Regions from separate parts of the Mus musculus genome. Here region 2 is linked to region 1. A link is a contact called in public HiCAR-type data. All regions are on one chromosome and are shown on one strand. Each heading gives the region's core, a stretch centred on a gene start, on an enhancer-like site or on the middle of the called end of the contact. The rest is flanking DNA. Distances are from core to core; before and after follow the strand shown.

Evidence for each region. HiCAR-type assays count read pairs that join an accessible place to other places.
Region 2: a contact with region 1 is called in a HiCAR-type map of embryonic stem cells, with 2.0 times the contacts expected there. The contact joins the promoter of Rxrg here to the enhancer-like site in region 1. A contact is called at or near these places in 7 of 39 promoter capture datasets (3T3-L1-derived adipocytes, the C10 cell line, the HPC-7 cell line and 4 more), 2 of 484 Hi-C or Micro-C datasets (embryonic stem cells and group 2 innate lymphoid cells), 1 of 115 datasets of contacts at active chromatin or transcription factors (embryonic stem cells) and 1 of 9 other capture datasets (adipose tissue).

What each region holds. Positions count from the first base shown.
Region 1 is chr1:167,496,992-167,500,894 of GRCm38.p6, forward strand. No RefSeq gene overlaps it. Among named protein-coding and RNA genes, the nearest start is that of Lrrc52, 32 kb to the left of the region's middle. Within about 2 kb of position 1,975, at least 26 of the 459 cell types and tissues checked have an H3K27ac peak or open chromatin away from gene starts, as enhancers often do. A contact at or near this core is called in embryonic stem cells and group 2 innate lymphoid cells, where this site is marked.
Region 2 is chr1:167,596,278-167,600,180 of GRCm38.p6, forward strand. Rxrg (retinoid X receptor gamma) reads left to right here and starts at 2,085. Exons shown (of 10, transcript NM_009107.3): 1 at 2,085-2,523. The coding sequence starts at 2,475.

The sequences.
Region 1 (3,903 bases), core at 725-3,224:
CAGAGATGGGGCAGGAGGGAGTGGGGCAGGGAGGAGATACCGGATGTCATTCTCTGGCTTTCACATGTCCATGCACATACATGTGCATACATGTATGTACTGCACACATGTATGCACTACACACACACACACACACACACACCCCACACACACTCACACAGGAAATGTATTTAATAAGGACGACAGAGGTCTAGAGCTTGCTGGAAGCCTGCGGCAGGAAGTCCAGCCTCTGAGAGATGGAAGCAGAGTGGGCAGCAGCTGTGGGTGAGAGATGAAATCAGAGTACTTTCTTTGCAGTTAGGAACTCCTTCTCTGTCACCTTTGAGGGAAGCAGGGAGATGAGCACAAAGATTACGCAGTGGGTGCACACTCCATCTGATGGGGAAATGGGCAACCCACAGACCAGAGGGATAGGCCCTGTTAGGGGTTAACACGGGGCTCTTAAAGAATAATTGGTGGTGGCTGAGTTATTGTTATACTGCACATTATCAACGTAAGTACACATTTCCTGTCCAGGACATGGATTTAATGGGGCCTCTTAAAAACCAGTAACCTAGGCAGGTTCTTTTTATTGAGAAGAAAAATGAAGATTATTTGTCTTGGCATTTGTCACAGGGTGTTGTCCCAGCCAGGCAAGCCTACCTGCCATTCCGTGAGTCTAGATAGACAATGGCTGCCTGTTCAGCTCTTTGTTTAGGAGGGTCTGTGAAAGCACAGCTACCGCCATTCTCACTCCCTGAGCTCTGCATCCTTTGGAGACTCCAGCCTGGCCACCTTCTCACCTTCTGGGGCTAGAGCCACCCTCACAGGCGTGCCAGCTCTCCCCTCTCCACCCCTTGCTCAACCCAAGTCCTTCCTCCACCTACCATTGTCTTTCTAATATCTTTGAGACTTACATTTTATACACATATGCTGTATTTAAGTCTACATCAAAATAACATATTCTCTTATAGCTTGGTTTTGTATTTATATTTGTTTATATCGTCTTATAGACTTGGTTTTGTATTTCCTTATGACCCAACCCTGCGGTTCTTAGGACAAATCTGGACCAAAGTCAGGGGGCTGAGGATTCTCAAAAAGATTTTTTTTTAAAGAAGCCTCCAGGTCTCCTCCAGGTAAATCGTGCGCCTTACGCTCTTTGTGATGCTAACAAGCTAGGAACAAAGGCGATGCTCATTAAGGCTAGGCTCCCTGACAGCACTCTCAGGGGAACAGGATGCTGCTGTGAGGGAGGATGGGGAGTGTCTGCTGTGCTCGCCCCTGGTACCGTGCCTGGTACCCATGGCTCCTGTGATGCAGGCTCAGTCGAAGATGGCTTCGTCACCTGCTCAGAGCCTAAGCGTGGGTGATGGTAGGGACCTTGATGGAGTGGTTTAAAGTAAATGAGAGGGGAGGAAAGGCTAGAGCCAGGAAGGAGGAAGAGGAAGAGGGCATCAAGGGGAGAGTGGGCTAAGTACTCAGAGAAGACTGACTGGAGGAGGTGGGGCTTGTCCTGAATTACAGTTTAGACCAGAAGGAGGGACGGATTCTGATGGCCACCCGGTCGGAGTCAGGAAATACAGAAGGAAACTTTTCTTAGAAAACATCATTTTACGTGGCAGAGACATTGGGAGATCAAGGAGATTTAATTACAACTCCCTTATGAGCGGGATGCAAAAAGGAGTGGGAGGCTCATGGAAACCTTCATTGCTGAGAAAAGTTAAGAGGAGGAATATGACAGAGGTAATGGGCCTGTATGTGTGTCATGTCTGATTTGTCACTTTTCTAGACAGGCATTCTGCCTCCTGCTTCCTTCTAGGTTAGAGGAGGGGGAAGATCCTTCAACTGTTAAGGTGAACACACCGTTCAGGATGCAGCAACGGGACCTGGAAAACACTTCCATTCCTTTTAGGGAAGAAAAGGTCCACCGTGAGTCACTTCGTTGCTAAGAATAATAATAACCATTTGTTCAGCAATAACAATGTGTGAGGTGCCCAAAAGAGCCCCTCGTCTGGCTAAATAATTCCTTCCTTCCTTTAGAAAATAGAAAACAGCTTGCCTAGTTTCTCTTCCAATTTATTCCTCTGGCTTTCCAGTCCTTGGGAAATTTAGGAAGATGCTTACTTCATAAGCCTTTGTAGACCAGCCCTTCTGTATTCAGAGACGATGTCATTGCGTGCATTAAGCCGGGTCCTTAAGATTAATGCAGTGTGCAGGAAAACGTAATAAATGATCCTGCATTAACAGCTTTTAGCTTGTCAAAGTGGCTGCATGCTGAATGCATCTGGGGAAAAAAATTGCAAATCACAACACAGAGCATTGCTAACAGATGCTAACACGGAGACGTGGTGGATGGAGGCCGGAACAGGACCCAGCCTCCTGTGCTGTCTACACGGGGAAGGGGACAGGATTTATGGCCGACAGCTCATGACTGTTTGGGTGAAGAAGTGTCTGAATGAACAAGCTGATAGTACAGACAAAAGATAATGGGAGCAGAAAAGACTCCATGCCCAGCAAGAATGATAGATTGTATCCAAGGTCCTGTCCAAATTAAACTTTGATTCGCTAACCCTCTGAAACATTTCACAGAGTATAATGTATCACAGGCTAAGGGATAATACATAGTCAGAATTATGTAGCTGTATGTCCCTTCCCACGTGTTAATAGTACAGTACTGTTCCGTTTGTGAGAGTGCAGCCTCACAGTCTACTAGTTATCTGCTGTAAAAATCATGCTACACAGCAACCACAGAACCTCAGTGGCACACAGCAGTGCATACTTATTGCTCCTATGCTCAGAGGTCTGCTTAGGTAGCTTTGCTGATCTTAGTGAGGGCTGATTACATATCTGGGGGTGGAATGGCCATCAGTTACTCTAGGGTAGCATTGACTGAGCTGGCCCAGGTGACACAGCTCATCCACATGTCCTTTTATCTTCCACAAAGTGAAGACAGACATGACCTCAAGGTGAAGACGAGTCAGGAGAGATCAACTAGAGACACGCAAGACTCCCATCCTAGCAAAACCAAGCCCCACAGCTACAGCCAGCATCGAGGTGTGGGAAAATGCACCCCGTGCCTTTTGCTAAAGGAATTGCAGCTGGGAATGGAGAAGAGGGGAAGAAATAACTGGCTCAGCCACAGGAATCTACCACACTGGCTGCTCATTTAATCCTCATAGGGGAATCCTAAAGCAAACACCGATGCATGGGAAGCCTTCCTAAAGGGCCATGGTGTCAGTAGCCTTCCAGAGGTCAGAAAGAAGACTGACTGCTGACCTTCTTGTCACAAGTGTAAGGGACTTTCCATTGTGCCACATGGCTCTTAATTAAGAGCATGAGTCTCAAGAAGCTTGCCCGGGGGTTCCAAGAATGGTAGAGAGATGCACTGTAGGAAATACAGAAGCCTCTATGTACTCACGCTGACCCCATGCATAAAACTCCCTGCCATCCTAGGACACAGTCACATCTTACCAGTCTGAGTTCACGAGTGTAAAGGTTTACCTGCGCATTTAGTCTACTTGACAGGTACGAGAGCTGTTCTGACTGAGTGCCCTAACCTTAGTGATACAAAGCAATTAAAGCATCTTGTTCACATTAGCCCAAACTCAGGCATGTGGCAACGCTGAACAGGAGCCAGGAAAAGATAATGGAGCTGTGTGAAGAACGCCACCAGGCATTTAGCAGGACCTACCAGGAAGTTTTGCAGACAGCCGAGGTCCGTATTAGGTGGTAGATGGTGTAGAATTAGGAAGAGGAAGGAGAAGAGCCTAGAGCATGGGATTATCCAAGGAAACCTGTAGCTCTGTCTTCTCAATGCTGTGTACACTGTAGGATGAATTATCCAAAAACATCCCGTCAGCTCGGAACTTTATACTCAGAAAACATCTTCTAAAGATGGGACAAGGGCTGGGGAGATGACTCCAT
Region 2 (3,903 bases), core at 835-3,334, 99 kb after region 1:
CTGTGGATTAACATGTGGAGTTGCCCAGATGCTGGCCCATGTAGCAAAGTGGGCCTCTGGCGAGCTGCACTATGCCGTAACACCAGCACCACCCTTGATTAACGCTCTGAGAGCCAGTGTCCTGTCACAGGAGCATCAGAGTCTGTATAGCTCATCACTGTCACAATGTGACCCTCTTCCCTGACCCCTGTGGGTCTGGTCCCCTCGTGGCTTCTTCCTCTGTCATCTTGACTTTGTTATTTTTTTTAAAAGAGTTGTTTATTTTATGTTTATGAGTACAGTGTCATTGTCTTCAGACACACCAGAAGAGGGCATCAGATCCCATTACAGATGGTTGTGAGCCACCCTGTGGTTGCTGGGAATTGAACTCAGGACCTCTGGAAGATCAGTTAATGCTCCTAACCTCTGAGCCACCTCTCCAGTCCCTTGACTTTGTTCTTACCTCTGCACTTTTTCCTTCATTTTCAGTTTGGTTTCTCCCAGAGTTGACTTTGTCCTGTAGTACCCTGATTTGATTTACCTCTCTGGCCATCCATGCCCTACACTGTGTCAGGGGAAAACAACATCCTTTGTGAAACTCCTCAGTTCGTGTCCCGTGACATTGGCCCTTGTTACCTTCCTTACCACAACTTGAAGAACAGTTTGGCCCATACTGGAGAAGTCATACGAGTGTAGCTAACCCCTTTCTCTACCTTGAGGGTGTTTATAGAAATGGCATTATTAGAAACAAGGTGTGTGTGTGTGTGTGCGCACATGTGCGTGTGTGTTTGGCGTATGTATGTACACAAGGGTGCATACCCATACACACAAATGCAGAAGGCAGCAAAAGGATGCCAGGTGTCTTCCCGCTCTGTCCCAGTCTCCCTGTGAACCCAGAGCTCACCATTTCTTCTTCAGCTAGGCTGATGGCTAGCCAGTCCATCCATCAATCCTCCTGACTCCCCTCCCCTCCCCACTGCTGGGGTTGTAGGTACACGTGGCCACATTTGACTGTGTTCCATGGGGTGGGTGTGGGGTTCTGAACTCAGATCGAGAAACATGCCCATCAAACATTCTTAGTCGCTGAGCCATTTCCCCAGCCCCCTCTCTATGTCTTGAAATCTTAATGATACATGGATGGTCTGGAAAAACCAGGAGCATCTAGGGAAGGCATGACTAGTTGACATGATAGATCGTTCAGATGATCCAGTGACAAACTCCATAGGCGGCTGTTCTGTGGCTGAGATCCTGCACAAAGACGCGTCATCGAGAGGAAATCGGTTGTTGAATTGCTCTCTAGAGATGGGATGGGATGGGGTGGGATGGGAGTGAGTTCCCAACATTAAGGTGTTCAGGTATAGCCTGAGCGGTGCTTTCTCAGAGAATCTGAACAACAGACCCAAAAAATCAAAGGGTCTTACACTTTCCACTGTGAGTTGGTTGGCTCTAACCAAGGGAATCTCGGTGTCAGTGAGGATGCTGGGACCATCTTTGAGCAGATGGCACAATGATGCTGCTCAAGGTGAAGTTATTCCCCCAGTGAAACATCAGAGTGGGTACCACTCTGTGGAGGCAACATCCCCTTCCTACCTGTAGGTAAGGCTCCCTGTGAACCTGCTGTGTGAGCTTCAATTGTTAGAGTCCAGACCACTGTTGCTGGCCACCCAAGCAGGAGGGGCCCAATCCAAATCTAAAGGCTGCTCTATTTTAGTTTTTCCGTCTTTGGGCATCTAGTCTCATGCTTTTCTAATTTCGTGCCTTATGAAAGGGCTCTGTTCTCTCTTGGCCCCCAACCCCCGCCCCCTTTCACAGATCAAATAACAAGTGCACTGGACAGAGAGGAGCCAGAGTGAGAAAATGCATTTTAATAAAACCCCATTGATTTTTTTTTGTGGGTGCGAGTCAAGGAAAAGGCACCTAAAGAGTCTTTATCGCCTGCCATCTCCCCCTCCTTTTCTCCTGACCCACTAGGGCAGTCACACATCGATTGGTTCCCAGCTAATAGATTGTGCCACCCGGTAGGAACCTCTGGGGACTAGCGGGGAGCTGGAAGAGTCGCTCACAGCAGCCCAACCCAGAGTTAATCAAACTAGCAACAGGATCTCAGGCGCAGTGGTGGCGGCGGCGGCGGCGGCGGCAGCAGTAGCAACAGCAGCAGCGACGGCGGCGGCAAGAGGCAAGGAGAGGTAGCAGCGGCGGCAGCATTATGCGTGATTACTGACAGGCACCAGCTGCTGCGGCCGCCACAGCCTCTCAACACTATGTGGACTCTCGGATCTAGAGGCAGATTCCTGACTAATCCCAGAGGGCTGGCCCAGCCTGCGCTCTCCCGGCTGCTAGCAAGCGATGGCCACTCTTGTTAGCCCAAGTTGACGGAAGCCCGGCTGTGCCTGGGAGCCGAGAGAGAGAGAGAGAGAGAGAGAGAGAGAGAGAGAGAGAGAGAGAGAGGCTGTACTCTTCAGAAGCGCAGCAGAGGAATGAACTGAGCAGCCAACATGTATGGAAATTATTCCCACTTCATGAAGTTTCCCACCGGCTTTGGTGGTAAGGACCTCACTTGGGCTTCACCGTCTTGAGTGTGAACCTGTCCGGGAGAGGCCGGGGAGGAAACGGGATAAACGTAGCTTGGAATCGGAAGGCCAGCGTGCATGTTCATATGCATGTGTAGTGGGTACACGGCGCGTTTCGTGGGTGCTTGTCCATGCAGAAGACAGAATGGTCCCAAGGTGAAGGCATGTTTGCATATCAGAAGAAGGTCCTGGGATATTTATGAGAGTCTGAACCAGCGTGTTGGAAAGGGTTTGAAACAAAGCTTTGCTACAACCCCACATGTCTGTGTGGGTGTGAAAAGTGAGAGTGAGGGAAATTGCTAAGATGTACCTATTATTTAATTTAATTTGTAATGAGGGGGGAAAAGTGATGTAAAAGGTTTTGCTTGGGCAAAAAGTCCCGGAAATACTTTACAACAAGGGCAAGGTTGTTTTTACTTAAAAGCTCGTTTCTTTACAGTTGGATTTTCAGAAGGGAAACATAGCCCTTTAATTTGCCACACTGTTTCCTCCCTGCTTTCTTCCCTTTTGATTTGCTAATAACCTCTTCTCTCCTCCCCTGCTGCTGCCCCCAATTCCACAGCAAGGGTTGCTGTCTTCATTTCCGCCCTGGGGGTCGAGATCTAGGGCTGGGGGTAGGGAAGGCCAGGTTCTGAGAACCTACAAACTGTGGCTCCACATAGCCCAGCCAGGCAGGGGAGTCCCTCACTTCCCGCGGAAGCTTCAGGAGGCTGAGTTCACTCACTGGCTGCCTTCATGCCAGGGCATCTGTCCTTAAGGACCCCTCCCATCAGGGACAGGAGTAGCCCAGACACCCATCCACGTGTAAATGCAACCAGCAGCCAAACCAACTGACTTCTCATGTGTCTAGAGGTGGCATGGAGTTCGTGTTCTTGGGAACCAAAGTCAGAGACCATGCTCTATGGATTCTGGCAGACAGGATAGAGCAGATAGATTTGCAAGATCTTAAGAACTGAAGTCCCTGCTCTCTTGGCCTCCTCTGTGAACAGGCAGCCAATTTATCCCAAAGGCCTGGGAGGAAAGTTTGCCTTCTTGACTGGGCTGAGTCCTCTGTGAGGTACTGTGACACACTGCTGTCCCTTGTTTGGAGGCTTTGGGTGAGGGGGGTATCCCATTCCTTCAGGGGGCATCCAGTAACTCTTTGAGCCAAACAGGGGCCGGCCACCTGGAGACTGACTGTGAATGACACACTACCCTTTGCACGGGGGTAATCTCATTAAGTACACACAGTAATGCTGTACTGTGCACGGTGGAAGAAGCATTAGAAGATTGCTGATTGGTCCCAGGGGCAAGGGGACATGGGAGTTAGCACAAGGTAAAGCTCAAGTTATTTGGACTATTTTGATGGCGGAGA